Linked DNA regions of Mus musculus: all the other regions are linked to region 3. A link is a contact called in public HiChIP or PLAC-seq data. All regions are on one chromosome and are shown on one strand. Each heading gives the region's core, a stretch centred on a gene start, on an enhancer-like site or on the middle of the called end of the contact. The rest is flanking DNA. Distances are from core to core; before and after follow the strand shown.

Region 1 (3,574 bases), core at 711-3,210, 220 kb after region 3:
AAATACCTTGAAATCCTATGTGCTGCTCTCTGCTGAGGCTTTAATGTGGAACTAGAGGCAACTCAGTGCAGTATATCATCCAGAAAACACACAACATCGCCCAGGCCCGCTTCCGTCATCATGATTTTCAGAGAATTTAAATGGTGGAGTTTCTCTATCCCACTCCTCTGTCTGGAACTGCCTGACACGTCATCAATGACAGTACAGCCAGAGAGGACACGGCACTCGCAGGTGTAGAAGACCAACACCCACTCCAACTTGTATTTGCTCCAAGTGTTCAGCTTAAGAGGGTCCCCTCTTTAAGCCCAAGCTTACTATGCATACACTGGTGCAATTTCCCAAAAGCACTCTTGAAAGGTTTAGTGATAATACATAGAAAGCTCCAGCAGATGGCAGGCTGTGTATAAGTGTCAACTCACATCATTTGGTTAAAATAATTTTGTCTTAAAATCTTATCTTGAAGACGGGTGCCACTGGGAAGGAAGATAGACTCCTCACGAACCATAAGCACTGACTAGGGCAACACAAGTGAAGAGTTACCCAGAGGAAGCATCCAGCCGTGTTTACAAATTGTAATGTCCGGGGTTCAAATATGCAATTCTCAAAATTTGATATCTCAACTGCTGCTTTAAAGGGTGAGTTTTGTATGGTGACCGCTTTGTAGAATCATCCACCATTTGAGTGCTGAAGGCTTCCATACCTCCACACAGAGTTATTTAGTCGCAGATTCATTAATATTAGATGCTTAACTGCCTAACTCCCGAGCAGGGGAAGTGACTTATTTACATAGCCTGTAGGGAAAAAAAAATGCCAAATTGCTTTCTAAACTATCTCTTTTATGGACTCCTTTTTTGTGGTTGAAAGGGATTTTCTTTTAAAAGTCACTAAGTTGAGGCTGCAGTTGCTCAGTGAGATGATGGTAGCGATGTGGACCTTGTAATATAGTTGTGAAAATCTGATGAGATTCAGTGGATGAAAGGGCTCTGCCAGTGACAAAATACTGGGTGAACGAACGTGACACTTAAATAGCCTGCTTCCCACTGCAGGTACCACAGCTGTTGGCTTCAAGGGTTACCCTGGGTCATGTGGAGGCGTCTTCCCATGAGACATGGTTTGTTACTAAGCATCATGTGAGGACACGCGGGAAGTTCTTTTAGATTTCAGAGGAAGAGATAGGCAATAACCAAGGGCACATGATTGTACAGAAAGTGGGATTCCAAGCCTTCATGGACAGGAAAGCGCTAAGCAGACAGGAATCAGAAGAGAATGGTGGACTGGCAATTCAGGAGAACAGGATGCAGTGCAGAAAGGAGAGGAGCCCGGGGCCGAGTGTTTGTGCAGGAAATAGATGTAAGACGGAACTTGGAAAGGAAGGTCAGTGTAGATAGATGAAAAAGACAGGCCATCCTTGTCCACTCTCCATATTACCTCCAAACTTACTGACCAAGTTCCACTGATTTAGTTGAGTGGCCTTAATATTTCTACGTATCCTTCAATAGACCAGGGAGAAAAGGGATGAAGAATTGAGAAACAGGCAGGAAAGAGGAAGCTGTAAAGCTTGGCAACGTGCCCAGAGTGGAACCGACTCAGCCGACAGGAAGAGGAGGCAATAAAAGAGCAGTGTAGGCTGCAGGCAGGTTGGAGCAGAAACCAGGGAAAGAGGGCAGGGAGAGACAAATTACTGTAACAGCTAAATTGCAGGGCCATGAAACTTGAAGGATTCTGGATCCCACTTCCTGGTGAGTCTTCTGGCTTTGAAACCTTGGGAAGGAAAACTGATACTCATAAATAACTACGGCAGGAAAACTGCATACTGGAAGGAGTGTTCGTGTTGATTAAAGGCAAGGGGGTTTCTTGACAAAGAAAGAACTGTGGCTGGCTGGAGCTGCCGAGAATTTGCAAGATGCTATCATGGCTATATGTGGGAGTTAGAGAAAACTACAAGGCAAATGCTGCAGGAAGCCATGAGCACCTGCTGTTATCCAGGCACTGTGTTGGGAGTCTGCTGCTATCCAGGCACTGTGTTGGCAGTCAGAGAGGGGAAAAATGAGACAGGGTCTGGTGGACAATAGCAAGGAGGGGTTTTACATCTTATATCCAACAGAGAAGATAAGGCCAGACCTGCTTCCTTCAGGACCTTTTTCTCAAAAAAGATCAAATCATTATCCAACCACAGATTTCCTTTCCCATTAGTTTTCAGAAGCCATGTTTAATACTACCCAGATTCAGCACGTACCTTAAGGACCTGCAACAAACTAGAGTCTGTCTACACAGAACATCTGTTTCACTGCAGTGTCAAGAAATGGATCAAGAATCCACCTGCCTCTGCCTCCCAAGTGCTGGGATTAAAGGCGTGCACCACCAGAGGCAGGCAGATTTCTGAGTTCAAGGCCAGCCTGGTCTACAGAGTGAGTTCCAGGACAGAGTGAGAAACCCTGTCTCGAAAAACCAAAAAGAAAAAAAAAAAAAAAAAGAAAAGAAAAGGAAAGAAATGGATCAGGACAACAATGGAGCAGGAGGCTGAAGAAATAGCTCAGTTAGTTAGGCGCTTACTGTGCAAGCATTAGACCCTAGATTCAGTCCCTAGAACCACATAGGAATGGCAGCAGTATGCACTTGTAACCTTCATGCTGGGGAACCCCTGGGGCTCTCTGACCATCTAATCTACTTAGGCACTGCAGGCCAAAACATAGACTCTCTCAAGAAACAATGTAGGTAGCAGCAGAAGGTAACATCCACCTCCCTCGCAGACATGCATGCATGCATATGTTCACTATTAATTAAATGAAATCCAAGAACATCTTTCTTCATGAAGTAAAAGCTAAATGAAAAACTTAAAAGAAAAACAAACCAAGGCTTCCAGTGTATTAAAGGGACTTGACCAAAGTTAACCTACAATACAAATATTCTCAAATCACACCCAGCGCCATTCCAACTGAAGTTCCTTCCTGAGATAATAAAACCTCCTCTTTTAGCGATGCTAAATATGACATTTCATTCCATGTAAGTCTAAAGAACTCGTATCAGTACAAGAGAGAGGGGCCTGTAAGGACATGCCTGTGTTTCTGAGGGAGCTCATAGCCTTGGTCACTCAGCAGACAGGCAGGGGTGGGGAGGGAATGGTGAGGAGGAAGAGTAGGAAAAGTCGAGAAAAGAGAATGAATGGGACCGGAAGGGAGGGAAGAAGGAGGGCAAGAGAGACAGAGTCAGATGCACAGGATAAGAAAGCACGCAGATAATAGTAGAAGGCCCGGATCATCAAGAGACAGAGAGAAAGGCCAGTTAGGGTAGAGGAGAAGCAGGGATAAATTAAGAGAAAGAGGAAACAGGAGAGGGTGCAAGAGAAATGGCATGGGGAAGCAGAAAATAAGCAACGTATCCTTCATAAAAGAAGGAGGAAGAGAAAGAGTAGGAAAAGGAGGGAAGGAGGAGGGAGAGGAGGAGGAGAATTGTAATAAGAAAAACAAAAGCAATGCCACAATTCCTAACAAGACACCAATCAACTTATGTTTGCCCATGGCTACTGGTTCTGACTCTGGTCTGCTGATTCCCAAAGGATCGCCACAATTCACTG
Region 2 (3,201 bases), core at 390-2,889, 200 kb before region 3:
AGCTAGGATTACTGCTGCTGTAATGAAACATGACCAAAAGCAACTGGGGGAAGAAAGGGTTTAGTTAGCTTACACATCTACATTGTAGTCCATCCCTGAAGGAAGTCAGGAATTCAAACAGGGCCTGTACCTGGAGGCAGGAGCTGATGCAGAGACCATGGAAAGATGCTGCTTACTGGCTCACTCCTCATGGCCTACTCAGCCTGCTTTCTTAGAGAACCCAGGACCACCAGCCCAGGGGTAGCCCTGCAATGGGCTGGACCCTCCCTATCAATCACAAATGTTCTACAACCTCATCTTATGGAGGCCTTTGCTCAATTGAGTCTCCCTCCTGTCAGATAACTCCAGCATCTCTCAAGGTGACAGAAAACCAGCAAGCACAGAGGTCAAAGAGGGCCATAGAAAAGCAGCAAAATTAGCAAGGTGAAATTTCATGCCTAGCAGCTGCTAACTTAGAGAAGTCAGTTATTTGGAGCCCAGCTTGTCTTCATCCGCCCAGGTGACTCGGTCTACTGCTCGCAGCTCTTGACCGTCTAGATCAGGCCCCGGCTGAGGTGTTTGATGACAGCCTGCTTCACGCTTCAGGGCTAGCTGACTCTTGACATGGCCGAGAGGCCGGAGAATTCATGGAGGACAGTTGCACCCCCTCCACATTGGGGGTTCAGACTTCAGTATAATTTTTAAGGGGACATAAACACTGAGTGCTTATTCCAGCTAGTGTCCATCTGTGGGTACAGGGCCTGAGCTAGAGCTTCTTGTGAGCTCTGTAGCCTAACTCATTCTTCCGAACACCAAGTCCCAGCTGTGTGCAGCCTTCATGGAGAAGCAGCATTTAAACCATGCGCTCGGCCCATTTCTGTGACCGTAACCTGAATGGAACAAGTGGGGACAGTGAACTTTGCTGCCTCTAAATTCTGATGAGGTTTAAAAAACTCTTATTTTTTTTCTAACCCTTTTTCTCCCACCCCACTTTCCATATTGTTCACACGAGAGTTTGGCAGGTGTCTTAGTCAGGGTTTCTATTCCCGCATGAACCAAGAAGCAAGTTGGGGAGGAAAGGATTTATTCAGCTTGCACTTCCATACTGCTGTTCATCACCAAAGGAAGTCAGGACTGGAACTCAAGCAGGTCAGAAAGCAGGAGCTGTTGCAGAGGCCACGGAGGGATGTTACTTACTGGCTTGCTTCCCCTGGCTTGCTCAGCTTGCTTTCTTATAGAACCAAAGACAACCAGCCCAGAGATGGTCCCACCCACAAGGGGCCCTCCCTGTTTCATCACTAATTGAGAAAATGTCCCACAGCTGGATCTCATGGAGGCACTTCCCCAACTGAAGCTCCTTTCTCTGTGATAACTCCAGCCTGGGTCAAGTTGACACACAAAACCAGCCAGTACAGCAGGGAAAAAAATTAATCTAAGCATAGCATTCCTCCCTTCCCGTCTACTTGTAAGGCACGGCTTCGAAGCTGGCAGCTAAGACTCCTTGCACTTTCCTGAAGTGTGGGCTTAACCCAGGAGGCGTCTTGGTTCCTGGAGAACCTTGGCTCCTGGGGTTTTTTCCTGTCAGGCATTGTCTGTGCAAAGTCCATATCTGTGCAAAGCCCGTGGTGTTTAAACTAGAACTCTGTCTCATGTCACCTGATTCATACCATCTGGAAAAAAAACCCCCGGCAACAAGAAGCACCATGAGTCACCTGGAAAGCCGCAATGAAGGATTTTCCACAGAAAATTGACAAAGTGGATTACGTACACAAAGGGAAGGGAAGAGCAGTAACCCAGTTTTGTGTAACATTTATGGTTCGCAGAGCTGCTTTCCTGTAACTGTCTTATTTGATATAATCATCCTAACGACCGAATCTGTTTATGCTTTCCCGCAGTGGCTTGGGTTTTTTAAGTTTGTTGGCAAGCCAGCTATTTTAGGTCTGAGTACATCTATCCCTGCAGACTTGTATAATCCTGGGCTATTTAGTTGAGAAACGATTATGAGTCTAGGCATTATGGTAAACCACAGGTGATTTTGGTGGCTGGTATTTCAGGGACCTGAGGCTACAGGAAGCGAATGTTCTGACAAGTTTCCCTCTTGGAACAAATTGGTGCAAACATCTTGGTCACCGCAGTCCATAAAGAGTTAGTGAAGCAGGCTGGGTTTAGCAGACCACAGTTAGGCACGGCCTTTAAACCTGAGTGCACACATTGGCCACTGTGCAACGTGTGCCATGTGAGTTTTAGCAGAGGGAGAAGCGTGTGGGGTTTGGGGTGGGGGAGGTGAGAGGAGGATGGTATATATACAGCTAGCAGGGCGTACATTGAGATAGGCTATTCTAGTTCATTCTCAGAGAAGTTACAAGACTACCTGACAGTTTACTTTCCCAGTCTTAAAATGGCGATAAGCTGTCCGGTCCATCTCACAGTGTTGTTGTGACAGCCAAATTAAGGGGGATCAAGGTATTTTGAAAAAGGTAAAAAGTGTTCTAGAGACATGAACACTTTGTTTGCTTGCTTGTTTAGCGATGCCTGGAATCCAGCCCAGGTCATTGCCCTTGCTAGGCAAATGCTTCACCACCGTGCTCCATCTCCATCTCACAAAGCACCGCTGTGCTCTCGACTTCCTCTGTGCTCCCATAGTCATTTCCAGTTACAAACAGCTCAAAGTTGAAAGGTGATCCTATCTTCCCGTTCCCTGTGTCCTGCTGCGCTCGGGCCTGAGACACAGCGCTCCCAGCCGTTGCTTATGAATCCTAGGAGGAATCGGTTTCCCTGGCCTTGTATGTACCCCGTTGGCGGTGACGTAGGAGTTAGGATCACAGGGCTGCAGCGAGGAACAATGCTTCGTGAAGATGAGCGAGCCGCAACTTCCCCTCTCAGACTTGCCCTTCCCTTTTCTTGCTTTTATGACTTTATGACCACTTCAGCAAGAGTTCCAAAAGTGAAACATGTCACAAATGAACATCAGGTGCTGCTGAAAGACCAGTGTGCCGATGAACTAGATAGAAATCTGGCCTGCGTTGGACTGGAAGCAGACTGTCTACTTGCTGGCCTCTCTGGCCATTTACACCAACCAGCATCCCATCAGAGTGCCCATTAATGCATTTCCACTTGTATCCATTCAATAAGTAATTAAATTCTTACGTTGTTCCAGGAACTCTGTCCTTCATAGGTTTCAAAACCAGTATGCACTGCTCTTTCAGAATTTTGTAAACCAAT
Region 3 (3,652 bases), core at 578-3,077:
TTTGTTTGTTTGTTTGTTTTTTGGTTTTTTTGTTTTTGTTTTTTTTTTTTTTTTCTTCCAAGACAGTGCTTCTCTGTATAGCCCTGGCTGTCCTAGAACTCACTTTGTAGACCAGGTTGGCCTTGAACTCAGAAATCAGCCTGCCTCTGCCTCCCCAGTGCTGGGATTAAAGGCGTGCACCACCACACCCGGCTCGACTGGAGATTTTAATTGAAGTAAAGGAGCAGACCATGAAAGAGCTTGAGAGTGGGAATCCAGGGTATTACTCAGAACATGTTAAGCTTGAAATGATAACTAGACACTCATGTTGTATATAAAAGCATGCACTCGAGGACACATGACTGAGACAGAAATACACCAGGGAGTCATTGACATAAAATTGGTATTTAAAGCCACAGCAATAGATGGGTTGCCAAGGAGGGACCATAGCCAGAGAAGAGAGGGCTTCAGCACACAGCCTGGGGCATGCAGACACTGCAGGAGAGGCCAGCTGGGAGGAAAAATGAGAAACGAGGAATGCAGAATTATCCAATGCAAGAGGAAAGCAGTACAGCGGGAAGGGCAAAGTGTACACCAGCCCTATACAGTTCTGTCCATCAAAGAAAATGGACAGGGAGGTGACTGGTGAATCTGCCGCCATGGGAGTCACTGACAACATCACAATGTTCACTGCTAAGTGGGGGCGGGGAGTGGTATGCTGAGATGGAGACCGGTAGGCTAGGCAGAGACCCACTCTGTAGCCATGTATGTATAGTTAAGTTTTAATATGTGTGTGAAATTAAGATGGAGAAAGAATGGCTAAAGCACAGGTGGGCCAAGGAGAGTTTGTTTTCAGGTGACATGAAAAACCTGCCATAGGCCACATGCTTGAACACTGCCTTCAGCTAGTGGTGCTGTTTTGGAAGGCTGTAGAACAGTAATGAGGTAGCTCTCTGCTGGAAGAGAGAGTCGACTGGGAGAAGAACTTGAGGGTCTGTGTCTAGACCCAGTTCCTGTCCACTATCTGCTTCCTGACTGACCATGAGATGTAAACAGCCAAAGTTGAGATTTTTGTGACCATGCACTCCCAGCCATGGTAGGCTATATCCACCTGGAACTGTAAAGCCAAAAGAAATTCTTTCTTGATAGGGACTTCATCAAATTAGATCAGAGAGCACTAGATGGAACAATGGGTAAAAATCTTGCTATGCAACCACAGAGACCTGAGGGATGAAGGAGGCTAGTGACTACTCAGTCTATCTGAAACAAACAAGCTCAAGGTTCAGTGAGAGGCCTTGCCTCAAGAAAAAGAAAAAAAAATGGTTGAGGAAGATGTAAAGTCAACCTCTGGCCTCTGCACATATTTGTACACACACACACACACACACACACACACACACACACACACATACACACACACACACACACACACACATCAGATCAGTTTCTAGTTGCTGAGATGTTTCAGAGATCCTCTTATGGAGTAGGACTCTGTCGAAAGGACCTTCCATTGGGCTGCTCTGATTAAGTACAGAAGGGTCACAGCCCTCTAGGGAGTGGGTGCCTCTTTCTCCAGAGGAATGTTGTATAAAAATAAACCCTCCAGGAATCTCAGGCCTAGGGGAATCCCATGATTCTGATTCACTTCACTGAGGGAGGCTGCTGGAGATCAAATGCACCTTAATGTCCCATGATTGTGAGTATTTTGCATGAAGAAATTTAAGCAGAAGTGACAGGGCTAAGTGAGGACCTGCCAACATGCTTTAGGACTTCTGGAAAGATTTGCGAAGCCGGGCCACCAACTGCAGCCTTTGCACGGCATTGTCTACACTATTCATAGGACCCTCCTATCGGACATCAGAGCTGAGTCACAGTTTCCACTGTGATGATTATGTGGTTATGGGTGCAGCCTTGGTCTGTGAGACATTAGCATGAAAAATATTCATTAATCACCTACCCACGACTAGCCTAAATACAGATGGATTGGGCATGATTTGATTTATAGAGTGTTAAATGATCCAGCCATATACCAAAAAATGTTCCTTGCATAGGTCTTCATGAAAATTGTCATCTTCAGAAGCCTTCATTTGAACTAATGACTGTAATTCTAGCAGGTCTTGTGAGGTATATAAATACATAACTTGAAAGATAAAGCATTATCAAGAAGGATTTGTGACTATGTTGCCATAAATCCATTTGTTTAGAGAAATAAGGATATTTCAAGCAACAGACAGAAAAGCTGGATCAGTCATCCCTGCACCGGGGAGGCTGAGGCTGGAGGATAATGAGCTGCAGGCTAGCCTGGGCTACATAGTAAGTTTTAGCTTAGGCTGGGTTGTGGAATAACACCCTGTCTCCAAAAAAAAGTCTTTGTATGAGAGAGAAAGAGAGAGGGGAAAAAGAGAAGAAAGAAAAGAAGGAGGGAGGGAGGAGGGGAGGGAGGGAGGGAGGGAGGGAGGGAGGGAGGGAGGGAGGAGGGAAAAAAGGAAGGAAGAAAAGAAGGAGGGAAGGAGGGAGGGACAGAAGGAGGGAAGGAAAGAAGGAAGGAGGGAGGGAAAAAAGAGAGGGACAAAGAGAGATTGTGTGTGTGGGGTGTGTGTGTGAGAGAGAGAGAGAGAGAGAAAGAGAGAGAGAGAGAGAATGGAAAACAAATGGCAATTCAGCAAGGCCAACTTCCAGATTGACTCTAAGCCATGTGTGGCAGGAGCTAAGCATGACATTACTAGGCTTCTACAGGGAAGGAAATTCATCTTGGAGAAGACCAACAGTTAGCTTCTCAAAAGTACTATAAAGGTAACAGACACATGTGCAGAAAATTAAAATAACAATATAAACCTACTAGTGGAAAACTCTTCCATGGTACCATGGCGAGAACGGAGCCGGCATTTTCCCTTTCGTTTTTTCTATGTCTAGGTCTCTGTATCACAGCCTTGCTGTCTGTAACAATTGTAACAACACACAGGTTGCCTTTATCCATGAGCTTTTATATACCTACAATTGCCAACATAACATGTATAATTTCTATTAATCTTTCACTTATACTTTCTGACATTCTTTTGTAAAATTCATGAGCATTGTATTTTAGAGTCATAAGAAATTTTCAACTGCACACGCCATCGGTCACTTAGCAGTTCCGCTACAGCTGGGCAGGAAAGCCTTTCTGCAGCAGCCTACAGGGAGTCGGGGGCTAAGCTATGGCTGTCTCCATACAAATGTATTCTGAGTTCAGGTTTGCCTCCTTAGGCTGTAGCAGGCTAAACTACATGAAAAGTGGGAAAACAGTTCTCGGAGTTCTCAAAACATGGTGGCCACATCACTTTTGGTACAGCCAAAGCTTACACTACTGCGAGAGATGACAAGGAGAGTCTTTGAAAACTGTGATTTCCATGCGACTCTGCAGAGGTGGGTGAGCCCCAGAGGCTAGAACTGTGTCTGCCACGGAATACAGCAACTTAAAGTGATTATTCTCTAGAAGGGATAATGGCAAGAAACTTAGTCAAATAGACAATAACTGGTGATCTATAAAAGTTGACAATAAGCATAAGGTTGTTTTTTAAGTCTATTAAATAACCCGCTTTTTTTTTAGAGGGGCATTCTAACAACACATTTAATTTTATCAATACATACACACACATTTACATCAAACACTATTTCTCAAATATACATTTTTATA

The links. HiChIP or PLAC-seq counts read pairs in DNA pulled down with a chosen protein or histone mark.
Region 1: a FOXA1 HiChIP or PLAC-seq map of pancreatic cancer cells shows a contact between it and region 3. The contact joins two enhancer-like sites. A contact is called at or near these places in 2 of 115 datasets of contacts at active chromatin or transcription factors (the NIH/3T3 cell line and pancreatic cancer cells) and 1 of 9 other capture datasets (adipose tissue).
Region 2: an H3K27ac HiChIP or PLAC-seq map of the NIH/3T3 cell line shows a contact between it and region 3, with 5 times the contacts expected there. The contact joins two enhancer-like sites. A contact is called at or near these places in 1 of 39 promoter capture datasets (frontonasal cranial neural crest), 1 of 15 datasets of contacts at CTCF or cohesin (the NIH/3T3 cell line), 2 of 115 datasets of contacts at active chromatin or transcription factors (the NIH/3T3 cell line and pancreatic cancer cells) and 2 of 9 other capture datasets (macrophages and pancreatic islet).

The regions. Positions count from the first base shown.
Region 1 is chr2:113,395,882-113,399,455 of GRCm38.p6, reverse strand. The region is part of intron 2 of Fmn1 (formin 1); the gene reads right to left. Among named protein-coding and RNA genes, the nearest start is that of Gm13963, 5.9 kb to the right of the region's middle. Within about 2 kb of position 1,960, at least 71 of the 459 cell types and tissues checked have an H3K27ac peak or open chromatin away from gene starts, as enhancers often do. A contact at or near this core is called in pancreatic cancer cells, where this site is marked.
Region 2 is chr2:113,819,924-113,823,124 of GRCm38.p6, reverse strand. The region is part of intron 2 of Scg5 (secretogranin V); the gene reads left to right. Among named protein-coding and RNA genes, the nearest start is that of Scg5, 7.6 kb to the left of the region's middle. Within about 2 kb of position 1,639, at least 42 of the 459 cell types and tissues checked have an H3K27ac peak or open chromatin away from gene starts, as enhancers often do. A contact at or near this core is called in the NIH/3T3 cell line and pancreatic cancer cells, where this site is marked.
Region 3 is chr2:113,620,011-113,623,662 of GRCm38.p6, reverse strand. The region is part of intron 15 of Fmn1 (formin 1); the gene reads right to left. Among named protein-coding and RNA genes, the nearest start is that of 4930533B01Rik, 87 kb to the left of the region's middle. Within about 2 kb of position 1,827, at least 45 of the 459 cell types and tissues checked have an H3K27ac peak or open chromatin away from gene starts, as enhancers often do. A contact at or near this core is called in the NIH/3T3 cell line and pancreatic cancer cells, where this site is marked.